Regions from separate parts of the Zea mays genome. Here region 1 is linked to region 2. A link is a contact called in public Hi-C data. All regions are on one chromosome and are shown on one strand. Each heading gives the region's core, a stretch centred on a gene start, on an enhancer-like site or on the middle of the called end of the contact. The rest is flanking DNA. Distances are from core to core; before and after follow the strand shown.

The links. A called contact is a pair of places that touch in the nucleus more often than the background predicts.
Region 1: a contact with region 2 is called in a Hi-C map of ear, with 3 times the contacts expected there. The contact joins the promoter of LOC100281584 here to the promoter of LOC100384632 in region 2. A contact is called at or near these places in 5 of 25 Hi-C or Micro-C datasets (ear, leaf and tassel).

What each region holds. Positions count from the first base shown.
Region 1 is chr6:126,750,899-126,758,115 of Zm-B73-REFERENCE-NAM-5.0, reverse strand. It overlaps LOC100281584 (BRASSINOSTEROID INSENSITIVE 1-associated receptor kinase 1), which reads left to right and starts at 3,547. Exons shown (of 10, transcript NM_001154503.3): 1 at 3,547-3,767; 2 at 4,023-4,155; 3 at 4,267-4,338; 4 at 4,472-4,615; 5 at 4,691-4,762; 6 at 4,850-4,909; 7 at 5,026-5,267; 8 at 5,371-5,712; 9 at 5,932-6,311; 10 at 6,419-7,091. The coding sequence starts at 3,638. The coding sequence ends at 6,754.
Region 2 is chr6:126,498,224-126,504,772 of Zm-B73-REFERENCE-NAM-5.0, reverse strand. It overlaps LOC100384632 (Microtubule-associated protein 70-1), which reads left to right and starts at 4,007. Exons shown (of 11, transcript NM_001177125.1): 1 at 4,007-4,388; 2 at 4,503-4,588. The coding sequence starts at 4,226.

The DNA.
Region 1 (7,217 bases), core at 2,298-4,797, 250 kb before region 2:
GGTGTTTCGACCCCGGGGGGTCCCTGGACCGACGAGTGAATTGTCGCCGTGTGTCCCAGCCCAGATGGGTCGGCGCGAGACGGAGCACGAAGGGGGGAAAAAGGAGACAGGCAAAAGGGGAAACCCGCGGCCTTCGTGTTGTCCTGCGCCCAGGTCGGGTGCGCTTGCAGTAGGGGGTTACAAGCGTCCGCGTGGGAGAGAGCGGGAGTCTTACGCGCCGGCCCGTTCTCCCGCGCGGCCAACCTTCTCGTACGAGAGCCCTGGACCTTCCTTTTATAGGCGTAAGGAGAGGGTCCAGGTGTACAATGGGGGAGTAGCAGTGTGCTAACGTGTCTAGCAGAGAGGAGCTAGAGCCCTAAGTACATGCCGTCGTGGCAGCCGGAGAGGTTTTGGCACCCTGTTCATGTGATGTCGTGGCCGTCGGAGGAGCGCTGGAGCCTTGCGGAAGGACAGCTGTCGGGGCTGTCGAGTCCTTGCTGACGTCTCCTTGCTTCCGTAAGGGGCTGAGAGTCGCCGTCGTCATGGAGCACGCAGGGCGCCATCATTATTTGTCTACCGGGGCGAGCCAGATGGGACGTCGGTCTTGTTCCTCGTAGCCTGAGCTAGCTAGGGGTAGGGTAATGATGGCCCCCCTGTGACGTGGTCGGTCCGAGCCCTGGGTCGGGCGAGGCGGAGGCTCCTCCGAGGTCGAGGTCGAGTCTGTCTTCCGAGGTCGAGGTCGAGTCCGAGCCCCGGGTCGGGCGAGGCGGAGACCGTCGTCCGAGGCCAAGGCTGAGTCCGAGCCCTGGGGTCGGGCGAGGCAGAATTCGTCGTCTTCCGGAGCCGAGGCTGAGTCCGAGCCCTGGGGTCGGGCGAGGCGGAATTCGTCGTCTTCCGGAGCCGAGGCTGAGTCCGAGCTCTGGGGTCGGGCGAGGCGGAGTCCATCGTCCGAGGCCGAGACGGGGCCGAGCCCTGAGGTCAGGCGAGGCGGAGCTTCCTATGGCGCCCGAGGCTGGACTTGGCTGCTGTCAGCCTCACTCTGTTGAGTGGCACAGCAGTCGGAGCGACGCAAGCGGCGCTGCCTTCTTGTCAGGTCGGTTAGTGGAGCGGCGAAGTGACCGCGGTCACTTCGGCTCTGTCGACTGAAGAGCGCGCGTCAGGATAAGGTGTCAGGCCATCCTTGCATTAAATGCTCCTGCGATACGGTCGGTTGGCGTGTCGATCTGGCCAAGGTTGCTTCTCGGCGAAGACTGGGGCTCGGGCGAGCCGAAGGTGTGTTCGTTGCTTGAGGGGGCCCTCGAGCGAGACGTGAATCCTCCGGGGTCGGCTGCCCTTGCCCGAGGCTGGGCTCGGGTGAGGCGAGATCGTGTCCCTTGAGTGGACTGAGCCATCAGGCCTTTGCAGCTTTGTGCTGATGGGGGTTATCAGCTGAGATTAGGAGTCTTGGGGGTACCCCTAATTATGGTCCCCGACAAATATATATTATATCCGTGGCTAGCGCTATTTGTTATCCTAAGTGAAACTTTATCCAACTAGTAATAACTGAACCATCTTTAGTAATTACCTATAATTACTGAATACCATTTAGTTATTACTGATAATTACTGAAGATCGTTCAGTAATTACCGGCCGAAACTTCACCTAGTTTGAAAAATAGCATATATTATGTTCGCTCTATTTTTTCTAAAATTTGAGGACTAATAGATAATTACTAAAAATATAAACTACATAAAAATAGCTTACAACATGTTTGGTTTTCTACTCAAGGCACCACAGTTTGCCTAACCTTACGCAGAAAAGTTAGACATGTTGTGTCGCTTTAGGCAGCAAACCAAGCAACCCCTTAATATTTTTGTCTCTTTCGTTTTTATCTTCTAATTCTAAAAATATTATTAGAGTTAAATAATACTATTAATAAACTATTAATTTTTTTTGACTTTATTAAGTAAGTTAATTGGTCTTTCTTCTAATTACCAACTAAATCAATTGTACATTTTTTATAAAAACTTATCAACAAGTAATAAAATGTCTCTAATTTTGACACAGACATTTTTCTAGCTAAACTAACATACAAAAAATTAGAATTTTTTGAGAACTCTAAATTTAGATCCATATCTTGTTAGAGCAATCAAGTGAAGAGAATCTCTCTATTTCTCTCCTCTCGAACTTGGTTAAATTTGCATTAGCTTTAACTTTTAGACCAAGTTTGTATTGTTGTAAGCTATTTTTGTAGAATCAGTTATTCACCCCTCTATGTGATCTTAAGACGCGGAAGGGACCTGGTTGACACAATACTCAAGCAGAGAGGTGGCTGGAGAGGGAGGGCAAGCTGAGGAGATCTCGTCGAGGGTGAGCCCTAGCGGAGATCTCATGTGCAAGGAGAGAAAAAGAGGAAGAGAGCTGGTCATTTCAATGTATGTACAACCAAACATAATTTGGTATTATAAGCTTACTTTATTCTAGCTACCAATTTTATCTACGATTTAGTATTGAACCTATTTTTCATTGTAAAGCCGAATTGGTATTGGCACTCAATTCAATTCCTCCAGCCCAATATCCACACCAAATAAAGTCTAAGGGTTGGAGAACTCCAATTTTTTCAAAAAAATAATGAACTAATTTCTCTTGGAAAAATGGGGTTCCCAAACTAGCCATAATAGTCTTTGTTTTCCTTGTACCTAAAACTTGATGCTTTGACATAAATCTGTTTGAAGTTTTGACGCTTTTGCTTTTTATTTTTAGTTTAGAAAACAAAAATTCATGTGATGATTTATCATGAGAAGTGCTACAAGTTTATACATTTATTAGATATTATTACTTATTATTCTAGTAGAAAATGGTAGTCAAGCTGACACTTCAATAATATTATGTGTGCATTTTTTTTTCTCTTCTTTCTCTCGGGGCTTCCGTTGAGGCCTGGAATTCCCTATATACAAAAAAGAAACAAAAAGGAAACGAGTCGAGCCTGAAAAAGAAAACTCTTCCATTGGTCTTCTCTCCTTTGTCTTGACATGACCTTGTGTTCCTAGAAACATGGAGCGTATTTAATTCACATTTCCCTTTTCTCCTCTCCGTCTTCCTCAGAAGACAAAAAAAAAAAGACACATAAACAAAAGGAGTAAAAAAATTCGGACTGAAAAGAAATCGTCCATTGTATTATATCTCAGTTTTCAGGTGGCAGGCGTGTTTGTTCCTGGCTTACCCTCCCCTGCTTTTGTGCTCTTGCGTCCTGCTCCTGCCGGAGCGCAGGCATCTTCTTTTGTGTCATTTGCCTCTGACTGACATGGCCCCAGGGAGGGGGGCTGCCTGTGTGTCCTGTCTCTGTCTGTCTCTGCGTGCGTTGCGTTGCGTTGCGCACTGCCCCCACAGTGCCACTGCCATCTCGCTCGGCTTTGGTTGCCTAGCTGCCTTTCTCCCACTCTCTCTGTATGGACTCACTGTGGCGTGGGGGAGAGAGAAGGCTGCCCTGCCCTCTGCACTGCACCGCACCGCACCCCCACCTGCACTGCGTTTGCATGTTTTGCTTGGCCTCACGCTTGTTCCATGTTTGAACATACCACACCACATTGCACGCAGGAGGACCGGCCGCCACTCTTTCTCGCTCTCTTCTCTTCTCTTGGCTCCAGCTCCACCCACCTCTAGCTGCCTCCCTTCGGCAATGGAGGAGGCGCCACCATCTTCTTCTCCCCCCTCCCCTCCTGTGATGCTACTCTTGCTGCTGCTGCTTATCGTCTCCTCCCCTTGTAGCTCTAGCGCCCTCCTCTCCCCCAAGGGCGTCAACCCTGAAGGTTCTGTCATCTCTCTCTCTCCTTTTCCTTCTTTCCTGTTTCCTCACGTACTCTGCGACTACAGCAGTACCAGTTTCTATCTCTGTTTCGTTTGCCTCAAACAGAATCGTTGTTTTCGACGGCGAATAGAAATGAAAATCAAGGACTCCACTCACTGTCAGCTGTCTTCGTCGTCGCGTTGCTTCTTAGTTGCATTGGTGGGACCTCAGCTCACTGGGTTAATTCTCTGGTATATGTGTGTATGATGTTGTGCAGTGCAAGCTCTGATGACGATCAAGAACACGCTCAAGGACCCCCACGGCGTGCTCAAGAACTGGGACCAGGACTCCGTGGATCCCTGCAGCTGGACCACAGTCAGCTGCTCGCTAGAGAACTTCGTCACCGGACTGTAAGCATCATTCCACTCCCTCGATCGATCTCCCATCCCATCTGCACAACTCATTCCCCGTGTCCATGTGTTCTTACTACCGATGTTTGTGGCTGTTTGATCGTTTGGCAGGGAGGTCCCAGGTCAGAACCTCTCTGGCCTGCTCTCCCCAAGCATAGGGAACCTGACGAATCTTGAGACTATGTGAGTGTGTTACTTCCTTCTCGCGTTTCTGCTTTCAGTCAGTGTGCATGGACGTGTGGTGTGGTTCCTTTTTTTTTTTTTTTTTTTGGCTGGAGCGAGGTTGATCGTTTGCTTCCCTTCCCTGCTGCTGCAGTCTCCTGCAGAACAACAACATCACCGGCCTAATCCCAGCAGAGATCGGCAAGCTTACAAAGCTCAGGACACTTGATCTCTCTAGCAACCACCTGTATGGCGCAATCCCCACTTCTGTGGGCAACCTTGAGAGCCTGCAGTACTTGTGAGTGCATGCAAGCCTCTCATTATGTACTTCTCTTCTCCAGCTATGATAACCTGGGTTTGTTGCCATGTCCAGGAGGCTCAACAACAACACCCTGTCTGGCCCATTCCCTTCAGCATCAGCTAATTTGTCCCAGCTTGTTTTCCTGTGAGTATAGTTTCTCACTGTTTAATTTGTGTTTGCTATTATATTGTTTTTGGGTTTGTTCTCACTGTACACCACCGTGTCTTTCAGAGACTTGTCATATAATAATCTGAGTGGTCCAGTGCCGGGATCTTTGGCAAGAACATTCAAGTAAGGCTAGAATTTTGTGTCTGCCACTTCATAATATAAATTTCACATCCGACGAATATGACACTTGAACATGAAATGTTAGATTGAAGGCTATTCTTCCATTGATGTTCTTGCAGCATAGTTGGGAATCCTCTCATCTGCGGCACCAACAACGCCGAGAGAGATTGCTATGGGACTGCCCCAATGCCGCCATACAACCTCAACAGCTCACTGCCTCCGGCAATAATGTCTAAAAGCCATAAGTTTGCAATTGCATTTGGTACCGCAATTGGCTGCATCGGCCTCCTCGTCCTCGCTGCCGGGTTTCTGTTCTGGTGGAGGCATCGTAGAAACCGGCAGGTCCTTTTTGATGTCGATGGTAAGGAGACCTCCCTCTATGGCTCTATCATTTTGTAGCCTGCTGGGAGGTTAACAGTTAATGATGAAACTGCTCTCGGAATGGATTGGCTGGCCACATGCAGATCAACACATGGAGAACGTTAGCCTCGGGAACGTGAAGAGGTTCCAGTTCAGGGAGCTTCAGTCTGCGACAGGCAACTTCAGCAGCAAGAACATACTGGGAAAAGGTGGCTTTGGATACGTCTACAGAGGGCAGTTCCCTGACGGAACTCTTGTGGCCGTGAAGCGACTCAAGGACGGCAACGCCGCGGGCGGCGAGGCCCAGTTTCAAACCGAGGTCGAGATGATCAGCCTGGCACTGCACAGAAACCTTCTCAGGCTCTATGGGTTCTGCATGACCGCCACAGAGAGGTTGCTGGTCTATCCATACATGTCTAATGGAAGCGTCGCGTCGCGCCTCAAAGGTAAGCTTTTTTTCTTCTTCTTCTTCTCAAGATTCCAATGTGAACTTGCAGTAGTGCAGAACAGATTCTCTCTTCTTCTTCGGAAAGTGACTGGAATCGGATTCTAGCTAGCACTTCCTTATTCTTCCTTCCAGTTGACAAATGTTGGCACAGCTAGCAGTACCACAAGCATACGATTCCTATCCTCACTTTATTCCACAATGATCGCTACGCCTACAGGGAAGCCACCTCTGGACTGGGTGACGAGGAAGAGGATAGCTCTCGGGGCAGGGAGGGGGCTGCTGTACCTGCACGAGCAGTGCGACCCCAAGATCATACACAGGGACGTCAAGGCTGCCAACATCCTGCTAGACGACTGCTGCGAGGCCATTGTCGGTGACTTCGGGCTCGCTAAACTCCTCGACCATCGGGACTCCCATGTCACCACTGCGGTGCGGGGCACTGTCGGCCACATCGCGCCCGAGTACCTCTCCACTGGCCAGTCGTCGGAGAAGACCGACGTCTTCGGGTTCGGCATCCTGCTGCTGGAGCTCGTCACCGGTCAGACGGCGCTGGAGTTTGGGAAGACGGCAAACCAGAAGGGAGCCATGCTGGACTGGGTATACGAAACCGAAAAAAATTAATCTACAGGTCATGCGTGTTTTTTTAACCCATCGAACGGAACAACGAGAGTCATGTCGATCGGTTTCGTTGTTTGATTCATCAGGTGAAGAAGACGCACCAGGAGAAGAAGCTGGACGTGCTGGTGGACCAGGGGCTGAGGGGCGGCTACGACAAGATGGAGCTAGAGGAGATGGTGCGAGTAGCGCTGCTGTGCACGCAGTACCTTCCCGGCCACCGGCCGAAGATGTCGGAGGTGGTCCGGATGCTGGAAGCAGGGGAAGGGCTCGCAGAGCGGTGGGAAGCCTCGCACTCGCAGTCGCAGAGCGCGGACTCGCACGAGTTCAAGGTGCCTGACTTCACTTTCAGCCGCTGCTACTCTGACCTTACCGACGACTCGTCGCTGCTGGTGCAGGCCGTCGAGCTGTCGGGCCCGAGATGATGATGACGACGACGCCGCCGCCAGTTTGCACTTTGTACAGCATGCATATTAAGGACCGAGAATCCTGTGTGGACTACCATACTAGAATAGCTAGCTATAGATGTGTATTAGATTAACTGTACAAAAAGAAGAGCGTGTGAGGTTTGTACTGATTTGGATATTTACAGAATTAGTAGTCGAGACAATAAGACCAAGTAAAAAAGAGCTTTTCATTGTTCATTTCAGAGTGCAACAGGTTCTGAAATAGTGAAATCTCATCAGAGTCCTTAGCTGATTTTGACATAAATGAAACATTCTGCCGAGCCTTCAAATTTATTCAATTTTTCGAGCATGCGTTTCAAAGACCTGAGTGTTTCATGAGACTCACAACATAGAATCGAAATATGCAATTGCATTTTTTTATAATAGAAACAAAAGTTCCGGCTTTTTGTATTGTGATGCGTACAACCATTACATGATACTT
Region 2 (6,549 bases), core at 2,758-5,257:
AAGGTAAAGCTGACACATGGGGCCATAATTACCAGGAGAGGAACGAGTGAGGGAAAAGTGGTTGCACACACATCATGTGGGTGTTGCGTGACTAGACAAGGAAAGGTGGGGGTAGACAAAGGTAGACAGGGATATACGGTAGGGTAGATGGAAATAGCATATGCGAGCGACATGTCGTTCGAGAGGAGTGGCGATTCGGTGGTCTTGCGAAAAGGACACAAGATCTAGAATAAGCTCAACGAAACGAAGAAATATATATATTATTGGGTTTTCATAATTGTTCTAGTTTTCGCAAATACTAAATTTCAGTGAAAATAATAATATCAGAAAATATGAAATTCAAATTAATACTAAAAAATGTTTCGAAGGTTCTAAAAAAATTCTCGAAAACATATACAAGATAATTTTGATATGTTTTGAAAACTTTTTGCACTCATAAACACTACACAATGGCATTAATTTGACACTCAAAGCTTAACAAGTATTATAGAACAAAATAACTCTCCACTATTTATGAAAAGGAGAAAAGAGGAGAAAAGGAGAGAGTAACACCTAAATTTTGAGTATATAGCAAATAAATTTTTATACCCCGAAAGTCAGGATGTTACAACAGACCAACACGAGTCTTTTGTATACACTTTGTCCTCACTTATGCGCACCCAAGAAGACTTGTCGGTCAGTCACCCATCCCAATATTGCTCTGAGCCAAGCACTATTAACCCAGAGTATAGGTATACATTTGGCCCGAGCCTGATGGGCTAGCCTAAAGCACTGAAAAAAGCATGGCTCAGGCACAACACGACCTGAAATATTTTAGTACCGGACCGACACAGCCCGATATATGGGGGCAAGTTTGGGTCGAGGTCGCAGGCCACAGACGAGCATGGCTCATTTAAGACAGGCACGAAATGGCCCATATAGAGGCACGAAAAGGCCCATATATTTATTAAAACCGCACTCTATTCCATATTTTCATGTATTTGATAAAAAGAACACAAAGCTAGATATGATGCTAATTAGATGTTTTTTGTAGCTTTGAATCAGAGTATGTGATATAATTTTACTTTTGTTATGAACATTAGACAATGAGGTAAACTTACAAACTTTATATGACACTGGTTATACTCTTTTTCCTTCTAACAAAAGGATTTTTTAACGAGGTAGTTATTGCATAGCTCTAGCAACTTAATAAAAATATTAAGATTTTTGTCAAATTTATTTGTCTTGTCTTTTATTTTATCTATTTTGAATTTTGGGCTCTGATGCGAATTCCGGACTCTGATGTGGATTTCTAGCCAGAAATTGAATTTCGGACTTTTTATAATTTTGGGCCACCCGAAATGATCCTAGCATGTTTAAGGAATTATGTGTCAAGCCATGGGTCGATGGCTAGGCCCATGGGGCGGCCCGACATGGCCCAAAATAAATACGGGTCGAGCCGACCCGAAATTCAAACGGGGCAGGCCTTTTCGGGCTTGGGTCAGGCCGGGTGGCCCGAATGTACACCTATAACCCAAATGTTCTTTCAAGACAGGCTTCATAAAAAGAAGATACACCTTGTTGGTGTAAGTATCATACTAAGCCTTAAGCCAGGATATCACAATCCAACTGGGCTAGGGTATCACAATCCACCCCTCTTAGATGATCGACGTCCTCGTCGGTCAACCCCAAGCCATGAACCTTCCCTCTTGGTCACGTTTGTGTGTCTAGTGTCGTCATATGGCATGCCATGTGACCACTCTAGGCCCACATGCACCATGCGCTATATACTCAAACCCTAGCCCACACACGGCCGTGAAAACGCGAGGGTCGGCTCTGATTCCAGACCGATGATACTTACTCCTGACAGCCCTCTAGGACCATAGACCATCCCACAGGTCAACACAAGTTTTTTGTGCGCACTTTGTCCTCACTCATGCACAACCGAGAAGTCTTTCTGGTCAGTCACCTATCCCAAGATTGCTATGGGCCAAGCACGCTTAACCCAGAGGTTCTTTCAAGATAGACTTCCGAAAAGAAGATGCACCTTGTTGGTATAAGTATCATATTAAGCCTTGGGCCAGGATATCACAATCCAACCGGGCTAGGATAACACACCGGTCCATTCTTTCCTCTATGTTGATGATGAAATCAAGACTCCCAAAACGGATGGTTGTTCCGGGGGTCTTGACCGCGTCAACGGCGTTGCCAGCCATCCGGAGCTTTGAAGAACTTCGTCGTGGAATGCGCAAGGCCCCTACCTAGCGTGCCAACCGTTGGTGTTTCGAATCTCGCTCTGACAAGTAAATTTATTATGCGCGTTCCGGGCTCCGAACGGCGTGCGCGGTGTGCGCAAGATTTATACTGGTTCGGGCAGAATGTCCTTACATCCAATCATCGGTGGCTTGCGCTACCGACACCATTTATGATCAAATCTCGTAGTAGGGGTTACAGGCAGGCGAGAGAGGGAGGAGAGGCTCCCAAGTCTCTTATTCGTAGGAGAGGTGGTTACAAGGTGGAGTACTAGCTAAGTCTTGGCTTGGCAGCGGGGCTTGGGCCTTCGGGTCCTCCTCATGTTCGTCGGTCTTCTAGGCGTCGTCTCGTCTCTTCCGAGATCCAATGGTCCGCTCTCCGATCCTCCAAAAGAAGGGACCTTCCGAGTCCGGGGGCTAGCCTCCTCCTTTTATAGGCTAAGTATGGGGGTCGACTGGGTCATGGTAAAACGGACGTCTTACCATGGGGTAAAGCCACACATGCTTGCGGTCGCTTGGCTATCCAGTATTCATTATTACAAACGACGTGGGTAGCATGGGCCCGAGCGCCATCATTTAGGCTATGCTGACTCCTGGTCTTCGTAGCATGGGGCTCCATGCGGCTCATCGTGTTGTGCCCTACCAGCGGCCTGCGCAGTCAGGCCTAGTCCCGATAGGTCATGAGTGCGTTGCTGGCTGGAGGACGCGCGAGCCATAAATGCGTTGTAGTCCGAGTGGCTCGTAGGTCATGAGTGCTCTACGTTCGTAAGTCATGAGTGAGAGGCAGACTGGCGCTTCCGCATTTGCTCGACGCTAGGCGCATTTATGTGGTCGGTCATTTATGATAGGCCGGTCTCGAGCCAGGCACAGAATCTACTCGAGTGATTTCCCTTCGGCATGCGAACCTTGGATTTGGTGTCGCGGGGCTTGTTTGGGGCGGTTTCTTCTAGGTAGACATTGCTTATCTATTCTGACTAACTAGCGACCCCCGAGGCCTTTCCTCGGTGTGGTCACTGACCAATGAACCTCAAAGAACGAGAATCATTTTTCCGATAACCATTTTTCCATTACTCATTTAAATCTATTGAACAATATTATTTAGATCATCCTCTATCCTCTATCACTCATTACTCGTCTCTCCTCCTCGTTACCCCGCCACATCTAGGCCCTGTTTGTTTCGGCTTCTGGCAGCTTCCGGCCACCAAAAACTGCTGCAGACTGCCAAACACTCAGCTTTTCAGTCAGCTTCTATAAAATTCGTTGGGGCAAAAACCATCCAAAATCAATATAAACACATAATCGGTTGAGTCGTTGTAATAGTAGGAATCTGTCACTTTCTAGATCCTGAGCCCTATAAACAACTTTATCTTCTTCCACACGTAATCGTAATGATACTCAGGTTCCCCCTACAGCCAGATTCTCCCCACAGCCAGATTTTCAGAAAAGCTGGTCAGAAAAAGCTGAACCAAACAGGCCCCCGTCTCCCCCGCTTCCGGCCCGTTCCAGTATTAAATAAGCTGTCATTATATAAATAGTTAGAGAAAAATGCTGAAAGTTTTATAGTCTGAAATAAATTTTATAAAATAAGATTTATCTAAACTGTTTTTAATATTAAATCTTGAAAACAGAAACGCGGGGCCCTACTTGATAAATCCAAAAAGCTCAACCCGTCCGGTCTCTTCCCCCTTCGCCACCCTAGTTTTTTTTTTAAAAAAAATCGCTATCTCCAAGTCCAAGACTCCAACAGCTCTCGCACACAGCCGCAGCTGCTACTGGCTAGACCAACACGCACTCTCGCACACAGCCGCGGGCACAGTGACGCAGGCGGAGGAGCGGCGCCGGAGCTAGGGTTTCCCTGATCCGGTGGGGCCGGGGAGGGGGTGGAATATCTTGCTCGATTTCGGCGCTGGAGGCGCAGTGCCGGTGTCCCCGAAGCCGGCGGGCGCGAGGCGGGTTGGGGAGCTGGGGTACGGCGCCGGGGGCTCAGATCTGGTATGACCGACGGCGGCGAAGACGGGAATGTGGCGTTGCCCAGGGGCCCCGCGCGCCGGAGGGGCCCCGTGCGGGCCAGCTTCGACGCCGACGAGTTCATCGCGCTGATGCACGGGTCGGATCCCGTCAGGGTCGAGCTCACGCGCCTCGAGAACGAGCTCAGGGGTGGGTTTCATGATCTATCTGTTGATTTCGTGCTTTGATTTTGCTCATGGCAGCGGTTTCTAGGGTTTTTGTCGTGGAGAGGATTTATTTGTTTGCGATTTTTGCTGGTATCAGACAAGGAGAGGGAGCTTGGGGAGGCGCAGACGGAGATACGCGCGCTGCGCCTATCGGAGAGGGCGCGGGAGAAGGCCGTCGAGGAGGTAATCTCCCAATTGCTTTCTAGTACAATCTATCGTGCTACCATGTGGATAATATAGTCTTCAATCCCTTGAGAGCGAGGGAGAGAAATGCCCCCAAAAGGAGCTTGATGAGAGAAAAAGGAAGAATCATCTGTTTCTATTTTAGGGATGTCTATTCCATTGGGATTGCATCTCGAAGTGGTGCTGGTTGTGGAAAATAGCCAACTTGTGGTGAGCGAGCTAGGTTTGACCAGATTCTTGAAAAGAAGAAAAGGATAAAAGACAAAGCTAGTTGTGCCTTACTGTAGTTTGACTTTGAGTCCAAAGATTTGGATGTTTTCGACATTTAGCAATAGTGAATTGTCTTACTCAGTTTGGTAGCTTTGACTTTTGACCTAGCTTGTGTCACTGCAGGATAGAAATTTCTTGCCAGTCTTGAGACAACGTTGTGATCATGTTAACTGGTTTCTTCATTTTCCTACATTCTGGAGCTAATTTGTTACCTGCAGGATTGGCTTTCCATCATGTGGTCTTCAGGCCTTGGTGCCCTTTTATGGTCTTATTATAGGATATTTGGTTTGAAGCAAAATATAGCACACCAAATCTTAGAGAAATTAACATTTCCAGATGTTTGTCACCAATAAATCCATGGGCTTTCGAACATTGTCAAGAGAATACACTAAGGTTTCACTTGGCAAGGAACCTTGTTGAATTTCTATGGGAAAGCAGATGCTTGCCAAATCTGGTCAACACAACCAAATTCTGTTTAGGAAATATTGGCTCAGGATCTTGTAGACCCTGATGTCATGGCCCTATGGTACAGTTATCTAGTGCTTGTATCTTTTTTAACAGTTGTTACGACTCATAGCCATTTGCTTCTAAGATATTTTTAAGGTTCTACTATGGTTTCTTCAGCCTCAAACTACCATGGTCCTCTTCCAAACTCATACATTTTTTTCTAACTAACCTCATAGGCTCATACCAAGAGCGTAGTCACATAAAACAGGTTCGATGCCTTCGACCCTCGACCTCAGTTTGTCGACCCTGACCCAGGTTCACGGGTTCATTTTCGACCTGAAGTGTAAAAATCTCCCATAAGTAATGTACCATGTTCTGCGACCGTGTCGACCCAGAAACTTTGCGAATATGACCAAGAGAACACTTGGGCATACACATTCTGCTGTATCATCATATTTCCACAATATTCTTAGATCCCCAAATATATTTCTTGGAGCTTGGTTTCCCTTCATTGATTCTGATGAATCCAATCAACTCAGTCATAGCATATGTACAGGTAACCTTCACATTATTACCAATCTAAGGTTTAAAATCCACATACTTGTAGGCTGGTTTTGCAATTTACATATTATGTTGCCAACATCAACATCAACATAGCCTTTTAGTGCCAAGCAAGTTGGGGTAGGCTAGAGTTGAAACCCAACAAGATGTCACCAAAAGGAGAAAGAGAAAGGGGAGGGGAAAAGCTTTTGAGAGCACTAAAAGGAAAAAGGCCTAATCATGGTTTGGGCACGTGGATAGCTTCTTTCCAAGCACTTCTATCCAAACACAACTCCATTGAGATATTCCATTCCTTCAAGTCCCTTTTGATTGCCTCCTCCCATGTCAAGTTTGGTCACCTCTACATCTCTTCACATTATTGTCCTGTCTTATGATGCCTCTATGCACCGGTGTCTCTGGGGGTCTCCGGTAGACATGCCCAAACCATCTCAACCGGTGTTGAATAAACTTTTCTTCAATTGGCGCTACTCCTAGCCGATCGTGTATGTCATCGTTTCTCACTCGGTCCAATCTTGTATGCCCACATATCCAACACAACATACGCATCTTTGCGACACTTAGTTGTTGGATATATCATCTCTTAGTAGGCCAACACTCAACCCCATATAACATAGCAGGCCTAATTGTTGTCCATAGTTCTTAAGGCGGTACGGCGAGACAAGACGTTGGGCCACCGCCTGGAC